2 separate regions of the Mus musculus genome follow, and region 2 is linked to region 1. The links are chromatin contacts, called in public HiChIP or PLAC-seq maps. All regions are on one chromosome and are shown on one strand. The core of a region is the stretch at or near the end of the contact, and the rest is flanking DNA. Distances in the headings are between cores, read along the strand shown.

What was found. HiChIP or PLAC-seq counts read pairs in DNA pulled down with a chosen protein or histone mark.
Region 2: an H3K4me3 HiChIP or PLAC-seq map of the 230-238 cell line shows a contact between it and region 1, with 20 read pairs. The contact joins two enhancer-like sites. A contact is called at or near these places in 1 of 484 Hi-C or Micro-C datasets (nephron progenitors) and 1 of 115 datasets of contacts at active chromatin or transcription factors (the 230-238 cell line).

Annotation. Positions count from the first base shown.
Region 1 is chr14:23,701,844-23,705,841 of GRCm38.p6, forward strand. The region is part of intron 2 of Kcnma1 (potassium large conductance calcium-activated channel, subfamily M, alpha member 1); the gene reads right to left. Among named protein-coding and RNA genes, the nearest start is that of Gm51422, 54 kb to the left of the region's middle. Within about 2 kb of position 1,823, at least 5 of the 459 cell types and tissues checked have an H3K27ac peak or open chromatin away from gene starts, as enhancers often do. A contact at or near this core is called in the 230-238 cell line, where this site is marked.
Region 2 is chr14:23,850,568-23,854,285 of GRCm38.p6, forward strand. All of the region lies in intron 1 of Kcnma1 (potassium large conductance calcium-activated channel, subfamily M, alpha member 1), which reads right to left. Among named protein-coding and RNA genes, the nearest start is that of Kcnma1, 150 kb to the right of the region's middle. Within about 2 kb of position 1,769, at least 3 of the 459 cell types and tissues checked have an H3K27ac peak or open chromatin away from gene starts, as enhancers often do. A contact at or near this core is called in the 230-238 cell line, where this site is marked.

The DNA.
Region 1 (3,998 bases), core at 573-3,072:
ATACATTTGTGGGCCTGATGTTGTGAGCATTCTGATGGGGTGGAACAACTACACAGCATCTAGAGCCTCTGTACACTTATTATGTACAGCAAGTGTAGGGTGGGGTGGGGTGGGAAAAACTGGTTTCAATAGGAGAGCACTATAGAGAAGAGAGAGTAAGGGGGAGGGGCTGGGCTTTACCAATTTCTCATACGTCCTTGGCATGAAATGACTTACATTCACTCTGGACTAAACTCACTCCCTACAGAGCATCAATCAGAAGATTTAAAAATAAATAAAATAGTGTACACCAGGCCGTAAGTTATGTCAACCTCTTTGTGGAGCACAGTTATGGATCTGCCAGTGGCCTCACACTGAGACTTTTCTCCCTTTTCTCCTTTACAAAATTCACCTGCTTATGTTTCTAGCCTCTCAGACCTTGTCCCAGTCCATGAATCTCTCCTTTATTCTACCTGAGACAGCATTTCCTGTCCATCTGCCTGTTCATCTCAAACTCTAAATTCCACTGTGCCTCTTACAAATGGCGGTATGTTTTTCCCCTGTGACTTATTTTTACTTAGAAAACAAACTCCTAGAATAGAGACCCAAGACCTCATTTTTTTTCTCCCTCCTTGTACCTTTCCTGAGATGTGGATTGTGAGCAGATATCCACAAGGTTATGATGGAAAGAATGACCAAACCGTAATGGTGAGCAGAGTCCACACACTGCTCTGCAATGACCTTCACAGAGGATCTGCCTCGTCCCCTTCCCTATTGCTCAGGTAGACTTCCCCTGTATGCAGTCAGCTCAAGGGCTGAGCCAAGTACAGTTAGTTATCCAGTAAGAGTTTAATCCACCTTTCCTGAAGACAAATGGTACAATCACTACTTGAAAGGGGCTTCTCGCTTCCATTCCTGCCCCCACCCCCTGTAGCTGCATCCTTCTGCCTCAGCAAAGCCCTAATACACCTAATGTATGCATCTGTCTCACTAAAAACAAATCAAAACAAAACAAAAAAGGCCAGGGGAGAGAATAAGCAGCAATGGGCAAAGACAGCTTGGGTCGAGTCACAGCAGCACTGTAAAAACAGCTACAATTATAGCCCAAAACAGGATAGGGGAACGCACAAGTTGGAGGGCATAGTGGATCGCAAATCCCCAAGAAGGCTTAGCTCCTTAATATACTTGGAGTAGATAACCTGATGATCACTAACAGCTACAATAACTTCTCTTATGTATCTTCTCATCAAAACCCACAGCAAGCACAGTGCCCAGAGGAAGTGGTAAAGATGTGAGCCGGGATTCAGCTGCCTTTCTCTGCTCTGTTCTCAGAATTTGATCCAGTTTTGGTACTCAAAAGGCTCAGTAGCAAAAAGTATGCAAATCCTCCTATTATAAGGAGGCAGCATCGGGAACTGGAGTTAAAGGGACTTGTTCAAGGTCCTAGAGCACAGGCCTGAGTCTTCACTGCTCATCTTGTACCTCTTCACATAGAGTCTCAAGAAAAATGGTATCATGAGACTAAGGTTGATACTGAGGGAGACAGCCCATCTCCCACATATAATAATAGTTATATGTGGCCCCACCCCCAAGCGTCCTTACGGCCCACATGTCAGTGTGCATTCCAAATGACAGATGAGTTTTTACCTCATCTAAAGTCACTTTAAAGGCAAGGTGGAGACAGAGGTCATCCCCCTGAGAAATCAGAAAGTAGAGATTATACACTCCAACACAATATCAAGCCCTCTTGAGCCCAACTTCAACTGAATCTTGGTTAGCATAGTGTTTCGCTTCCTGTTTTGGTCCAAGACCCCAAGGAGAGAGGCTCTAGAAGTGACACTACCAGGAAAACTAGAGAGCTAATACCATAGCCACAATGAGTCATCACAGTGATGACGCTCAGACTTCAGTCTGCCCACAACCACCTGGAAAACTCATCCAGATGCAGAAGATGGAGCCCGTTCTGCCCCAAGGGGAATAGGATAGAGCCTTAGAATCTATAACTCTAACTGGTCCCAAAGGTAATACTGGCCTCACCATTCGCTCAGAGACAATTTGAGCCAAACATTTCATTTCACTAATGCAAAAGATCTGGAACCAGAGAGGCTATGATGGCCAAGGTCACCCACCACATCAGCGACACAGTTGGGGACCAGCATCATAGCTCTTACATTCTCCTTTGTTCCTGCTCTACCAGACTTACTTTGAATCGCCAATCAGCTCCGTCACTGTATGAACTAAGTCATTTTGAATACTAAGTGCTTTTCCTATTTCATCTCCTTTATCCTTGTTATCACTTTTGAGGCTGGGGCACTGGTCTTATTTATAAAGAAAGGGACGTTTGAACAAATTTAACAGCGGTGAATTTATCTTGGAATCTTAAGTCAAATAGCCTAGCTGGAGTCCACCCAGATCTGCTTGACTCAGGCTGCTCTTCCATAGGTCTCACCCAGTTCTCGAAAGACAGATTCCTACTACAATTTGCTGAAAGTAAAACTTAACAGCCTCAGCTCACAGGGGGAAATCTACAGTCTGGGGCAAAACAAAGACAGTATACACTGGGCAAGTGTGTTTTTAAAACCCATGTCCAAGAGAACCACAGGAAAAGGATGCTGAAGCCCCAACTCCTCCAGAGGTAGCTTGTTAATTTCTTTCCAAACCTTTCAGGGGTTCAAGGCCTAGACCCATGAGTGTGACACAACAGAGTTATAAATTCTGCCCCCAAGAGTCCTGAGGTTCTCTCCAAACAAAATTAATAGCCTGCAAACTCTAAATGGGTGATTACAATCTATAAAGCAGCTCACAAAATGACTTCATGGGGATTCATATTTATTCCCTCCCACTGATTTCCACTATAAATTTGCTCTGTTTATGAGTAAAAAGTTTCCTCTGCTATGAGTGCAGGCATAATACTCTTCTGCAGATGGAAACATCTGGCTGAGTTGCTTAGAGCTAATTTTGCCACTGGTGGTCTTGGCCAGTGGGAAGCATGGCAGAACCTGCCAGGAAAGCTCAGAATCTGAAGGTCTCTTGATTATTGGCATCCTGTGAACATGGCCTTAGATCCTGCAAGGGTTGGAGGCAACAGGGTGGGTAATCCATCTATGAATTCTCCTGTAGCAACATCTCCAGAGCTGTCTTTCTTGTGGTCTTAGACCTGAGGGTAGAGTATAATGTACAAGAATGTAAATCAAGATCCAAGTGTGGTTGTTCCCAGACAGCTCTCATGCATGAGAAGACACAGTGTGCTACTCAGCTTTCTCTTACTATACCAAAACACTTTGAGAAAATCAACTTATACAAGAAAAGGCTTCTAATGTTTTAGAGTTTTCAATATGTGTATAATTGGACCCAGTGCTCACGGGCCTGGGATAGGACAAGCTACTCAAATCGTGGCACAAGCAAGACATGTAGATGAAGGGACAGATAGAGACAGAGATAGAGACAGACATCAGAGTCTCACAATGTTCTTCAAGGGCACACCCTACATGGCTTCAATTCCTCCAGTACCATCATGGGCAAGAAGCCAAGCCTTTTACTCACAGGACTTTGGGAAACTGTCCAGATATAAACCATAGCAGATAGATAGACTGTTAAACAGACCAAAAAAAACCAAAACCAAAAACAAAAACAAAAACAAAAACCAGTACAGAAACAGGTCAGACACCATGAACAGGAATGGCCAATCTGCCGTGCTGGTAGTGATTTTCTTAAAGGGCAAACTGGAGGGAGATAAGCAAAACTAGTACAAAGACGGAAAGGGGAGCTTCCACAAATCCAGTGACCCCCAGGAGTGGAACTTCACAGCAGCAACACAGAAAAAAACCCAACCCAACACAGAAAAAAACCTGGGTCAGGCAAGTCATGTAAAACCTGTAAGATTCTCTTTCTGTAGATTTCCTTTCCTAAGGATTTGCACGACAAAGATTTTCTTCTAAGCACAAAGGGGACAACTGGCAAGCTTTCAGACGGAAATTAATGTGACCAGAAAAGCATCTTAGACAGATCCTTACTGTTGC
Region 2 (3,718 bases), core at 519-3,018, 150 kb after region 1:
TTGTACCCTGGTAGAGAGCAGGGTCCCCCTATAGTGATCTGGCTTGTCTATCATTAATAGTCCCCTCTATGAGTTCCCTTGCTCCTCCCCATCATTCTTTAAAGCACTCAGGGCAAGCACCAAGCTGGGGTGCAGGCAGGATGCTCATGCCTGAAGACTGGGAAGCAGAAAGGTTTTAGCAGTTTGCCAAATTCACACAGAGACAGAGCTGAGGTAGAACTCAGACGGTGCATGGAAAGATCTCAATTACCCACCTATGGCTGGCACACATGGGCAACTACCCATCTATGGCTTGCAGACATGGGCAACTACCCACCTATGGCTTGCACACACAGGCAACTGCCCACCTATGGCTTGCACACATGGGAAACTGCCCACCTATGGCTTGCACACACAGGCAACTGCCCACCTATGGCTTGCACACATGGGAAACTGCCCACCTATGGCTTGCACACACAGGCAACTGCCCACCTATGGCTTGCACACATGGGAAACTGCCCACCTATGGCTTGCACACACAGGCAACTGCCCACCTATGGCTTGCACACATGGGAAACTGCCCACCTATGGCTTGCACACACAGGCAACTGCCCACCTATGGCTTGCACACATGGGAAACTGCAAGCCTCAGTACTGATCTGGATGAGCTCTCTCAGATGAGTATAAGATGAAAATATCATTATAAACTGAATTATGAAGTATTGACATTCAGCTATTTTTAGGCTTCAGGAATGGAGATTTCATATGATATGAATGAGTAGTTTATTTGGATGGCTTTCCTAGGCAAGAAAGGAAAAGAGGAAATGGGAATGGAAAGCAGAGGAATCCATACAGGGTGTGTTAACAGTCAGGACATCGCTGCAAATGACCAAGACTCAACCACACTGGGGACCTCTGGGGGACAAGGCCAAATAAAACACATTACTTTAAAAATATCCAGTCCTCAGATCTGTTAAGACATCTCAGAGCATAAAGGTGCCTCCCAAAAACATGGGAACCTGAGTTCTATCCATACCTGAGACCCATGTGGTCTGCTTAGAGCATCTATCTATCTCTGCAAGTCACTGTCTGACCAGATAGATAGATAGATAGATAGATAGATAGATAGATAGATAGATAGATAGATAGATCAATATAGGTATAGGTATAGGTATAGGTATAGGTATAGGTATAGGTATAGGTATAGGTATAGGTATAGGTATAGGTATAGGTATGCTCCACTCAAGCCAGGGCTACATAGTGAGACCCTATCTCAAGGAAACACCCAAATGATAAATTCAGCTCCTCACTCACCCTAGTCCCACTTTCAGATATAGCTGGGATCTACCACACTGGACAGCACAGCAGAGGGATGTCTCTACCAAAGTTCTGTGGGCAAGACAGTGTAGGATGAAGTTCTTCAGAACTGCACCTTCGGGGGTGGGGTAGAATCCGATTCATTTATATTCCCATAGAGGTCTTTCATTGGCAAGGGCTGCTCCTGGTCCTGCTCACTAGCTCATCCTGGTGGAGGCAGAGCACCAGCATGGGAGCCCCTGCCTGGAACAGGAATGGAGGGAACTGCGGGACATGGGGAGGTGGATGCTTCGGTTATGAGCACTTTGGCACATGATAGCCGCTTGTGTCAAAGTCCCTATGGGAGCACTATTTCCATCGCTCCTTGTCAACAGGAAATGTTTCTGAACATAAAGAATCTCTGCTCTCTGATGCACAGAGAGGGAGGACAACCAGGGCTTCTAAGCATTTGTGATCTGCAGCAGGACACAGAACTATAGCTGTTTGGCAACCACAAACACTGATCCAAACGCTAAATTAGGAGCTGCGCAAAGCCTTTGGGAGCAATGGCATTTCTGTGTTGCCTCTAAGAACTGTCTGGAACTTCACTAGCACAGAGGGACCAAGTATCCCCATTAAGCAGCCTGAGCCATGTTACTGCTGAAACAGGCCTTTGAGAACCACCACCCTGGTCACAAACCTGGCAATGACAAGGACACCTTGTGAGGACCAGCACTCATGCGTGGCTTCCATTCCTGGGCTTGTTCAGCATAACCCGGTGCCCATAGCCTTCACAGGCTCTCTGGAGTCTGGGAGCCTGAGTTCATAGTCCCATCTCCTTTTTCCTGTGTGGCTTAACTGTGGTCTTGGGTACATTACCTGATACCCTGCCCCCCCCAAAAAAAATCTTGTCTGTAAATGGACAGAAAACTAGCACCTGCCCAGTAGTGCTGTGGTTTATATTCAGTTCATGTACATAAAGATCTTACAGCAAAGATGACACGGTTTTTCCTAAACAGGCCAGACTGTAACTATTTTTGAGATCAGTCACAATGTCTTGATTTTTCTATGGTAGTCTCGAATAGCCATAGACAATAGATAGGAGGGAAATGGGCATTGTTATAGCTTTAATATGAAATGTTCCTTCACAGATCATGTGTTGAACTTATCTCCCAGCTACGGCGCTACTTTGGGAAGTCATAGGAAGTATTTAGGATGTGGCGCACAATCGGGGGAAGTAGAACCCTTTGAAAGGTATATCTTAGCCCTGGCCTCTTCTTGGGATTCTTCTTTGCTCCTGGTTGCCAGGAAGTGATTGGCTTTTCTCCTCCACGCCCTTCCACCATGATAATCTGCCCCACCATGGTCCAGAATTATGTAGCCAGTTAACCAGGACTAAAACTTCTCGCACTGTGAGCCAAGGCAACCTTTCTCTTTTGAGCTGTTTTCTCTGGCATCTAGTAGGGATGAAAAGTTAACCAACTCAGACATACATGTTTCAATAAAACTTTATTTATAGATCAGGCACTGGGGGTCCCCTTTGACATGAGGACCAATAGTCTGCTAACTCCTTCCCATGATGCCTGTTGTCCACTGAGTGTTGCATGAATGTTTGTTAAAAGAATAAAGTATATTGTGCTAGCCTGCTTCTTGGGCTATATCTGCATTGCTTCCTTTGCCCCTTGCTCTGGTTAGCCTTCAAGCCTTTCCAGACCCATTCTCAACCATATTCCAGAGCACCATGCGCGCTCTATGCTTCCCTGCCCCACTATTTGTGAAGTGATGTCTTCCATCAGAGAATCTGGCTGCTGTTGTCAAGAGATTATTCAGTGTCTTCACTGTAAAGACAGGAGAGCCAGATTCTGAGAAGTCAAGTGACCATCTCAAGGTCACACAGCAAGGACAAAAACAAGACTAGAGCAGGAATCCTGATATTTAATTCAGTGTAGCTTTCCGCATCACAAAGCTTCCACACTCGGAAAGAGAGGCACTGATCACCGGGCAGTGGGAGCTCCCTGCCCACTATTTGTCCATTCCCAGGGATATCCCACCCTTAGCTTAGCTCCTTACTGACCTCCTGCCTCAGCTTTTCTGCAATTGTCAAGCACTTTTAAAGCGTATTTTCTACATAGCATAGGCCTGGGTCACTTTCAAATCTGTTGTGGATTGTGAAGGTCCTGGTGTGTGCTGAATGAAGCTGAGTATAGTCTGTGTGCATTCTGTGTGCATCCTCTTTTCCCGTCCACTGAGTCCTGAGGAAACAGAAATGGCCCAGGGGGAACAAGAGGTCTTATTCTGACCTATAGTCAAGTTCTCCTGGGTGAATTCCAGAGAACCTGTAGGCTGGAGATGTAGTCCCACCACTGAGGGCACACTTCACAATCCTACTCCAAAGTACTTTGCTCACAGATTCATAAGACCCAGACTCACAGACATGCACATA